Linked DNA regions of Macaca mulatta: region 2 is linked to region 1. Evidence: chromatin contacts called from public Hi-C data. All regions are on one chromosome and are shown on one strand. The core of a region is the stretch at or near the end of the contact, and the rest is flanking DNA. Distances in the headings are between cores, read along the strand shown. Region 1 has its middle 110 kb from the start of SLC1A4. Region 2 overlaps SERTAD2 (SERTA domain containing 2).

Evidence for each region. A called contact is a pair of places that touch in the nucleus more often than the background predicts.
Region 2: a contact with region 1 is called in a Hi-C map of fetal cortex germinal zone, with 3 times the contacts expected there. The contact joins two enhancer-like sites. A contact is called at or near these places in 4 of 14 Hi-C or Micro-C datasets (blood, fetal cortex germinal zone, fetal cortical plate and 1 more).

The regions. Positions count from the first base shown.
Region 1 is chr13:59,844,312-59,848,238 of T2T-MMU8v2.0, reverse strand. No RefSeq gene overlaps it. Among named protein-coding and RNA genes, the nearest start is that of SLC1A4, 110 kb to the right of the region's middle. Within about 2 kb of position 1,473, at least 6 of the 40 cell types and tissues checked have an H3K27ac peak or open chromatin away from gene starts, as enhancers often do. A contact at or near this core is called in blood and fetal cortex germinal zone, where this site is marked.
Region 2 is chr13:60,084,530-60,088,473 of T2T-MMU8v2.0, reverse strand. The region is part of intron 1 of SERTAD2 (SERTA domain containing 2); the gene reads right to left. Among named protein-coding and RNA genes, the nearest start is that of SERTAD2, 8.9 kb to the right of the region's middle. Within about 2 kb of position 2,318, at least 17 of the 40 cell types and tissues checked have an H3K27ac peak or open chromatin away from gene starts, as enhancers often do. A contact at or near this core is called in blood and fetal cortex germinal zone, where this site is marked.

The sequences.
Region 1 (3,927 bases), core at 224-2,723:
AATGCTGGCTGAACTGTGAACAAAGCTGGCACCCAGTGAGGAAGGCAGGGCTGAGAGAAGAGCAGGACGTAGTCCTAAGAGCCTTAATCATACAATGCCTGAAGCCCACCCTATCCAGTCTACCTGTGAGGAAGCTAAGAAACTGCCTGTATTTTAAGCCTAGTTTGCCAGGGTTTCTGATCCTCAGGGTCAAAAATATTCTAACAGACTCAGTCTGCATGGTGTTAGGGTTTTGATTTTCACCCCAAGAGGAGTGGAAAGTCATTAAGAGATTTCAGCAGGGTGAGTCCAGGAAGGGGTGACCAGATCAGGTCTGCCTTTCAAAGCATGACTCTGGCTGCAGGGTGGAAATGGGTAGTGGCTGGGGTGGTTGTAGTTAGGGGGCTACTGGGCTAGCTCTGGGGAGAAGTTGTAGAGAAGGACAGAGGGGAACAGATCTGGAAGTTTTTAAGGAAGTTAATAAGGTTGATGAGCCTTGATGGTTTGTGGTGATGGGGACTGGGGTGACCTCTAGGCTGATGTCTGGCTCAACTGGATAAATAGGGGTGCTACCCACTATGACAGGAATATGGTTGACAGGAAGAGATGGAACACCTAAAGTGTCAGGTTCCTGGAGGGACTGGCCTTAGGTGGGAGTGGCGACAGCTAACATTAGTTTAGTGCTAGCTGTGAACCAACTGTGGCCCAAAGTGCTGTACATGTACGTGTAAATTAACACAATGACCACCTTACGCCCATTTTACTGATGAGAAAACTGAGGCACCGAGAGGTTAAGTAATTTGCCCAAGGTCGCACAACTGATTAGGAAATGGGAGTTGAATCCAAGCAGTTTGTCCCCATGAGGTTCCCAAGAAATATATGTGCTAAGAAGGCTCTAATGAGCATGTAATGTCTGTGACACTGTTATCTGGGACTTGGGCCCCCAACTCCAGTGCAAAGAAAACTCTGGGAAGCTAGATTTTGATTCCCAGAACAGCCTCCCTTTTCTAAGTCAGTTAGGCCTAAATGGCTTCTGACGAAGCAGCCTAGGAGGCATGCTCAGTTTCATAGCCGCCACCCCAACTTGAGTCTCCAATCTTGCCACCGTGATCTGGGCAGCCTGGCCTAATGGATCCCCAGCAGGGCCAGGGTGAGAAGCTGTGCGTTTCCTATGTGCCAATGCTGCTGCTTCAGCCCGCTGCCAGGAGGGGGGAAGGCAGCACGTCCACACAGAAAGGGAGACAGGGATGGGCTGGCTCAGAAGGAAGCATCTGCCTATGCCAGGGTCATCTAGAAAGAGGAGAGAGAAGACAGAGCCACCTGCATGGGCTTCACCTCCTTGGAAAACACCACCGCTAGAAAGTGTGGCCTGGTCTCTTGCTGAAACCATCCTCACAGGGTTAACAAAAATGACATGCCAGGTTCTGACAGAAATATAATTAAGCATTAATCAGGCAGCACTTGGCACACTTCCTCGTAGCTGCTTGCTAAATAAAAGTCACACATGACCATTTGCATTCCCATTGTCCTTATGGATAGGATCTCTGACGTTAGCATCATAAGGTTTTCGTTTAAGGATTGCTTAAGATGTTTTTCAGATCCTGAATTCCACTGGAATGGCTGACGCCAACCAATCTGAAGGCCCCTACAGAGGAACCAAATTGGCGTGAGAATGTAGTTTCATCCCCCCTTCCCATGGCTTCACCCTGCACTCTTTGACGGAGGAATGATCCCCACATCTCAGCCCCACACTCACCCAGACCCTTCAAATCTCTAGCCCCAACTCCTCAGGGAGGCAGATTTGAAGTTTGCTCTCATCGCCTCATTTGGCTGCTTTATGAATAACCCTCTTTCTGTGCGGCACCTCGGTGTCTTGGTGTCATCACTTTCCACACATCGGGCAACGAACCTGGTATGGTGATGTTGCCTGGAGCCAGATCAGCTCTCATCTGTAGCTATAGAGATTTAAGTTTTCAGCACGGCTAGTCTTGTCAACACACAGTGCTAACCAACGTCCTCAACAACATGCTTCCACTGGACACAAAGAAGAGCTTCCTAGCACACTATCCTAGAACATCCTTCCGAGTAGGTGACTCCGAGTCAATGCAGCACTAAGGCTACAGAAGCGAGGGGAGGAGCTGTGTCTACCACTCATCTTTCTTATCACTCTCATCAAATGCATTTCACACTTACACTGTAAAAAAAGTCATGTGAATGTGGTCACTTTCTGTCTCTCAAAATATCTTACTGTGTGTAACGCTTCTGAACCTCAGTTGACCACGGGTAACTGCAACCGTGGAAATCGAAACTGCAGATAAAGGGATATGGATTCTTGCCTCATCTCCCACTACTGGATTGTCAATTCCTTGAAGGCAGGGACCATGCCATTTATTTGTTATGGCCACTGCTCCCAGCACAGTGCTTGGCACTTTGGGCACCTTGTGAAACTGACCAAAGTCCCTATTTGTTCAGAAGCCGCCTGGTCACGAGCCAGATAAATCCAAAGTGTCTTCAGGCAGAAGGAGAGGTTTAAGAGACACAGATGCATTGACAGCTCTATTGCATAGGAAAGAGTTGAAATGATTTCAAAGATTTGTTGAGCATTTCTTATATGCAGCATGCAGGCTGTGGCGCTGGGACACACAAAGATAAACTCCTATCTCTTGCCCTCCAGGGCCCCACCCTTGAAGGGGAGATACGTGTACTGCTGGCTGCCACGCAGTGGACCAGGCAGGTATTGATGAGTATGGACAAAGGATATGACACTTGAGTGGGCTTTAAAGTGCGATAAATAGAATTATCATAACATAAAATTAGCACTTTAAAGTGTATACCTGGGCCAGGCACGGTAGTTCATGCCTGTAGTCCCAGCACTTTGGGAAGCTGAGGCAGGAGGATGGCTTGAGCCCAGGAGTTCCAGACAAGCTTGGGCAACATGGCGAGACCCCCATCTCTTCAAAAATAAGAATTAAAAAAATTAGTCAGGCATGGTGGTGCATGCCTGTGGTCTTGGGAGGCTGAGGCAGGAGGATCACTTGAGCTTGGGAGGTTGAGGCTGCAGTGACCTGTGTTGATGCCACTGCACTCCAGCCTGGGCAACAGAGTGAGACACTGTCTTAAATTAATTAATTAATTAAAGTGTGTAACTCAGTGGTTTTTAGTATATTCGCAATGTTGTACAACCATTATCACTATCTAATTCCAGAATATTTTTATCTGAGACAAAAGTGGAGAGGTGTGGCAATGCCTGGCCCCCCGAGGGTGGGAGTGAGTGGTCCACAAAAGAAAGCACGCCTGGAACAGGGATGGGACAGGCCGGGCCAGGTTGTGCAGGGCTTCTGCTGTCTTGGGAAACAGGAATTAGGCTGTTTCCCTGTAGGTAATGGTTAGGCACTCGGGAGAATTTTAGCCTGGAGTGTGACACGAACTCTTGTGTCCATTTCTCTCTCCCTCCAAGCCTGGGTAAAGCAGTGGGCAGGACGGGAGACATCTTGAAGATGTTTGCTTCCCTTCTTCAGCTCCCCAGGCTGCTGACATCCTGGCTCCCTGCAGTCTAACAGGGGAGAAAAGAGTGGATTGAAAATAAGAAAATACTCGTGTGAAGGAGTAAAAAGGCAGCTGGAAGTACAACATTCATTTGGAGATGGAATAAATAAATGAGATAAAATCCTAAATAAATATCTTACACTGTTCTAATTGCATTTTAAAAAGCTGCCACTGGAGAACAGATAAAATGATGCTGTATTTCATTAGTGGCTCCTGTAATTCTATGGTGTTTGCTAGCAAGCCCTATTAAAGCACTCTGTAATTAAAGACCAGTTCTAGGTCCTGTAATTTAGAGCATTATCAAAATATGGCAAGTGACAGGAGGTAAAGAAATGGAAACAAACACTGCTTTCATGAGGTCCTGGTAGACCACATAGAATGTGAATTTTTAAAGCTCAGCCT
Region 2 (3,944 bases), core at 1,069-3,568, 240 kb before region 1:
CATCCTACCACCACCAACGAAAACCACTGCTTTCACCTGCAGGCTCACCCCAGCCTCTTCAGACATCACAGCATCCTGGCAGCTCCCTCGACAGGCCCTGGGGGCAGTGCGGGGGCTGTAGGAGGCCTGCACAGGGAGCCCTCCTCAGCCCATGAAGACTGGCTTGCTGGGTTTCTCTGTGCCAGTCAAAAAAAGATGCAAAAGTCTTCATAGATGTAAAACTCTGCATTATGTTTTAACTTGATTCATCCCAAATGACTGTCATTAACCCCGGGCAGAAGGAAAACTCTTGACAGACTTTTCTACTCAAGTGTCTGGAGAAAGGGAATGCATGCCACAAAAGGACTTTAAAAGGGGGTCAAAGTTGACAGCTTAGTTCTAAATTCTTAAGAGAGGAAATAATTGGGGAAGGTGTGACTGATCTTGTGACCAAAAAGGAATCAAAGCTTGAGTGGAGACACCTGGTCCTGCACCCCTGGGGCTTGTGCAGCTCGGCACCACCTTGACCCGGTGCGGGGATAGACGGGGAACCCAGGAAAGCATCGCCTTAGAAGCCCAACTGGTTTGTACCTTGTGCACCTTTTCAAGAGCTTTTTCCAATTTCCTTTTGGGAAACAGCAACAACTAGACATTCTGTATGCTCTCTTCTCAAGAGTGCAGCAGGCTTCACAATTAAGTGGTATGTTGTTTTAAAAGTCAGGTAACAAGGCAACACTGAACTCCCGTGTCTGCCGTGGTGTACCGGCGGCCAGTGGGGCGAGCTGGCCATGCTCTGCCGCTCACCTGGGTGGAGAGTGCAGCTGGGGCCTGCCTCGTGATGAGTCACCGGCCTGCACACGCGGGATCCTGCACGGCTCCACATGCATGCTATACTTCAACAGGAATGTTTTCAAAACGCTAGCTAACAGCTCTCAGGAAAAAGGCTCCTAATTCAAAGAAGAGCTTTAACGAGTCGTATCCCTAACCTCATCAGTTACACTGTCCCATATGGCTGCTGGTGTGACCACTGGTTGCTGACGAGTCCAGAGGTGCCAATGCTAACGCTAAAACAAGAAAGATGAGGCCTTTACCCCAATGCCAACGCTCAAAGTAGTGATCTGCCCTCATGCACCCACTTCTTTGTCAGAAAAAAGCTGAGAGAAGACGTGTGGCAATTGTCTTACAAGAAGGCTGGCAGCGGTCCTTCCCTTCCCCTGACATCCTGTGGCACCAAAGCCCACAGCCCTAAGTGGAAACACATTCATTCTGCTGGTGTCTTTTGGCGGTGGTGGTAGAAGGGGTGCCCCTGGTAAAATTAGCTGGGCATGTGGCAGACTTCTGAGCCGAAAAGAGGCTCGAAGTAGGGCCAGGATTGTTTTGAGACAACTTCTGAAACACAGAATATGCTGTTTCTCTTCTCCTCACTCCACAGGCTGGCCTTCCAATGCATTTAGGACCCTGCTTTTGAGGCATCCAAGTGGGAGAGCCTCTGTTCATGACAAAAGGGAACCTCCCACCAGCCTGAGGGTGGGACGCTGAGGACCCCAGTGCTCTGCCTCCAGGCTGCTGTCGTAGTGTGACACAGCAACTTCTGAGCCGGAAGGAGAAGCCCGATCCTAATTGGGGGAAGCTATTTGCTTAGACAACTTTCTACACTTAAAATATTACACCTTAAACAACACACTGGACTAAGAAATCTTGATCATGTCCAGGCTTTTAACACCCTCCTCCCCCAAGGAACAAGAAAACACAGCAGCGAAAACAAAGAGGCTGCCCTGAAAAGGTTGCAGTGGTGGATGATGCTGGCAGAATCAGAAAGGAAGCTAAGAGAAACAGGCACGTCCTCAGCCGGGGCTCGTGTGTCCTGACACTGCAGCAGGCACGGGATGTGGGCTGTCCCCTCCAGCACGGTGCGGGGGGGTGCTGGGGTATCCAAAGAGCAAAAGTAGACCTCGGACCCCAAAACAACTGCGTCTGGCCGAGGGGAGTGGGCAGAAACAGGGGCAAACGTTCCAACAGGGAGAGACCGTCTCTGGCTTATTTACAGACACCGTAAGGATGCCCAAAGACAAGAGGGAGTGTTAGTAACAGAACCCATGAAGTTCTATGGATCGGGATGCTTTAAAACAAAAACAAAAACAAAAACAAAACAACCAAAGCTCATCCAGAATTTGAGGCCCCTGCAGTAACATCCATGCTAATTGGTAAGGAAGACAAGCCTCCCCTAACAAATCGGCAATGTAATTATAAAGCCAGTCACCAGTGCTCCAGCGATATTCTGAACCTGTAACCCGATACCACTGTTTGCTGCCGGCGCCTCCTCCGGGCTCTCCCGCTGCGCACCGGCCGCGCGGGGGCCCGCAGGGCAACGCAACTTAGGCTGTTTGTGCAAGATCAGACCCTGCATTTGACGAAGACCTGCAGGAGCAATCCTGGCTTTCTTGACAGTGGAGAAGAGGGCAGGGGGCGGGGAAGCCTGAGGATACACTGAAATTCGACCAGGAAGTCAAACCCTAAGTAAATTTAAGAAACAACTTTTACTGTTTGGGGTTGTTTTCTGAAGTTCAAATTTTTTAAATCCTAGTTTCTCCTCTCAGATTTTTACATGCTTCTATTAAATTGAAGACAATTTCCAATACTGGAGGTTTGTCAAATATAATCTTTTCTCCTAGTAAAATAATTTTTAAAAATGTTGACAACTGCATTTAGTAAGCAAAATATAGTCAAATTCTGGGAGAGAATGTTTCAAATAATTATTTCTTTAAATTACGGCCTTGTTAGTACACATCTGGAAAGAAAATGGGCTTTTTAGAATATAAATGTCAATGGTATAAAATGTTTCTAATATCCTGTGTCAGTGGTTCCTCTGCCAGCTGGGAATTTTAAGTTTTAATCCCAACTCTTATGAAGCTATGGACACCAATCACCTTCTTCCAAGGACAATGAGAATGCTGTCAATTGTTTTATTTTACCTAAGGATTCTGGCTAAAAGTATGGTACACTCGATTTAAAAAAAAAAAATTAGAAAGAAAAAAGCTTTATTTGTTTTCTCAGTTTTAAGGAATTTTTTTAAAAATTTATAAAGAAAAAGGATTACTTGGGAATGGCACACTTAATTCAAGTAAAAGATTGAGTAGAATTATACAGTTTTTAACCTGAAGTTAACAAAAACATAATATGCTCTGATGCCTGGAATTTGCTTTAAAATACTCCAAAACAAACAAACAAACAAAAACCCCAAAACCTGGCCATGTAGATGAAACGAGATTTGACAAAATGTTGATACCTGCTGAGGCTGGCTGATAAGTACAAGGCAGTGCATTGTACTCTCGCTTTTACTTTTGAGTGTGTTTGGAATTTTCCATAATAAAAAGTTACAAACCACAACACGCCAATACATATTTTTAAAATTAAAACATATAAAATAAGCACAATAAATTACTCACACCCCCAATGAAAACTATTATATTAATTTGATAGGTTTTTTTTTCACACAGAAGAAAGCTATTACTGCTCATGTAAACAAGCACGCCCAATTCAAGTTGGAACTCTTTAAACTCTGCAAGACAGCACATCACATCCAGCCACGAGGGGGCGCAGCCGAGCAGCAAGGAGCGCAGAAGTCTGATTCTTCACTGCAATTTCTACCTACAGCTCTCAAAGTATATACATTTTCAAGATTGTTTTCAAATTCAGGTATCCACAGAACAATGCTAAGCAAGCTGGGAGCTTTTCCAAGGCCAAAATAAATTAAATTATGGTATGGTTCAAACTCTGGAAGTACTGTGTATAGGAAAGGTTGTTTCCCTGTATGCAAAAGTTAACACTGACGTTTCAAAAACCATGGTTAGAATCCCTGGAGGATTCCTGAAATGAGAACAAACACACAACAACAAACACACACCCAAGTCAGGAGATGTGAATGTGGGGAAGCCAACAGTTCAGAATTTCCAGTGGGGCTTCCA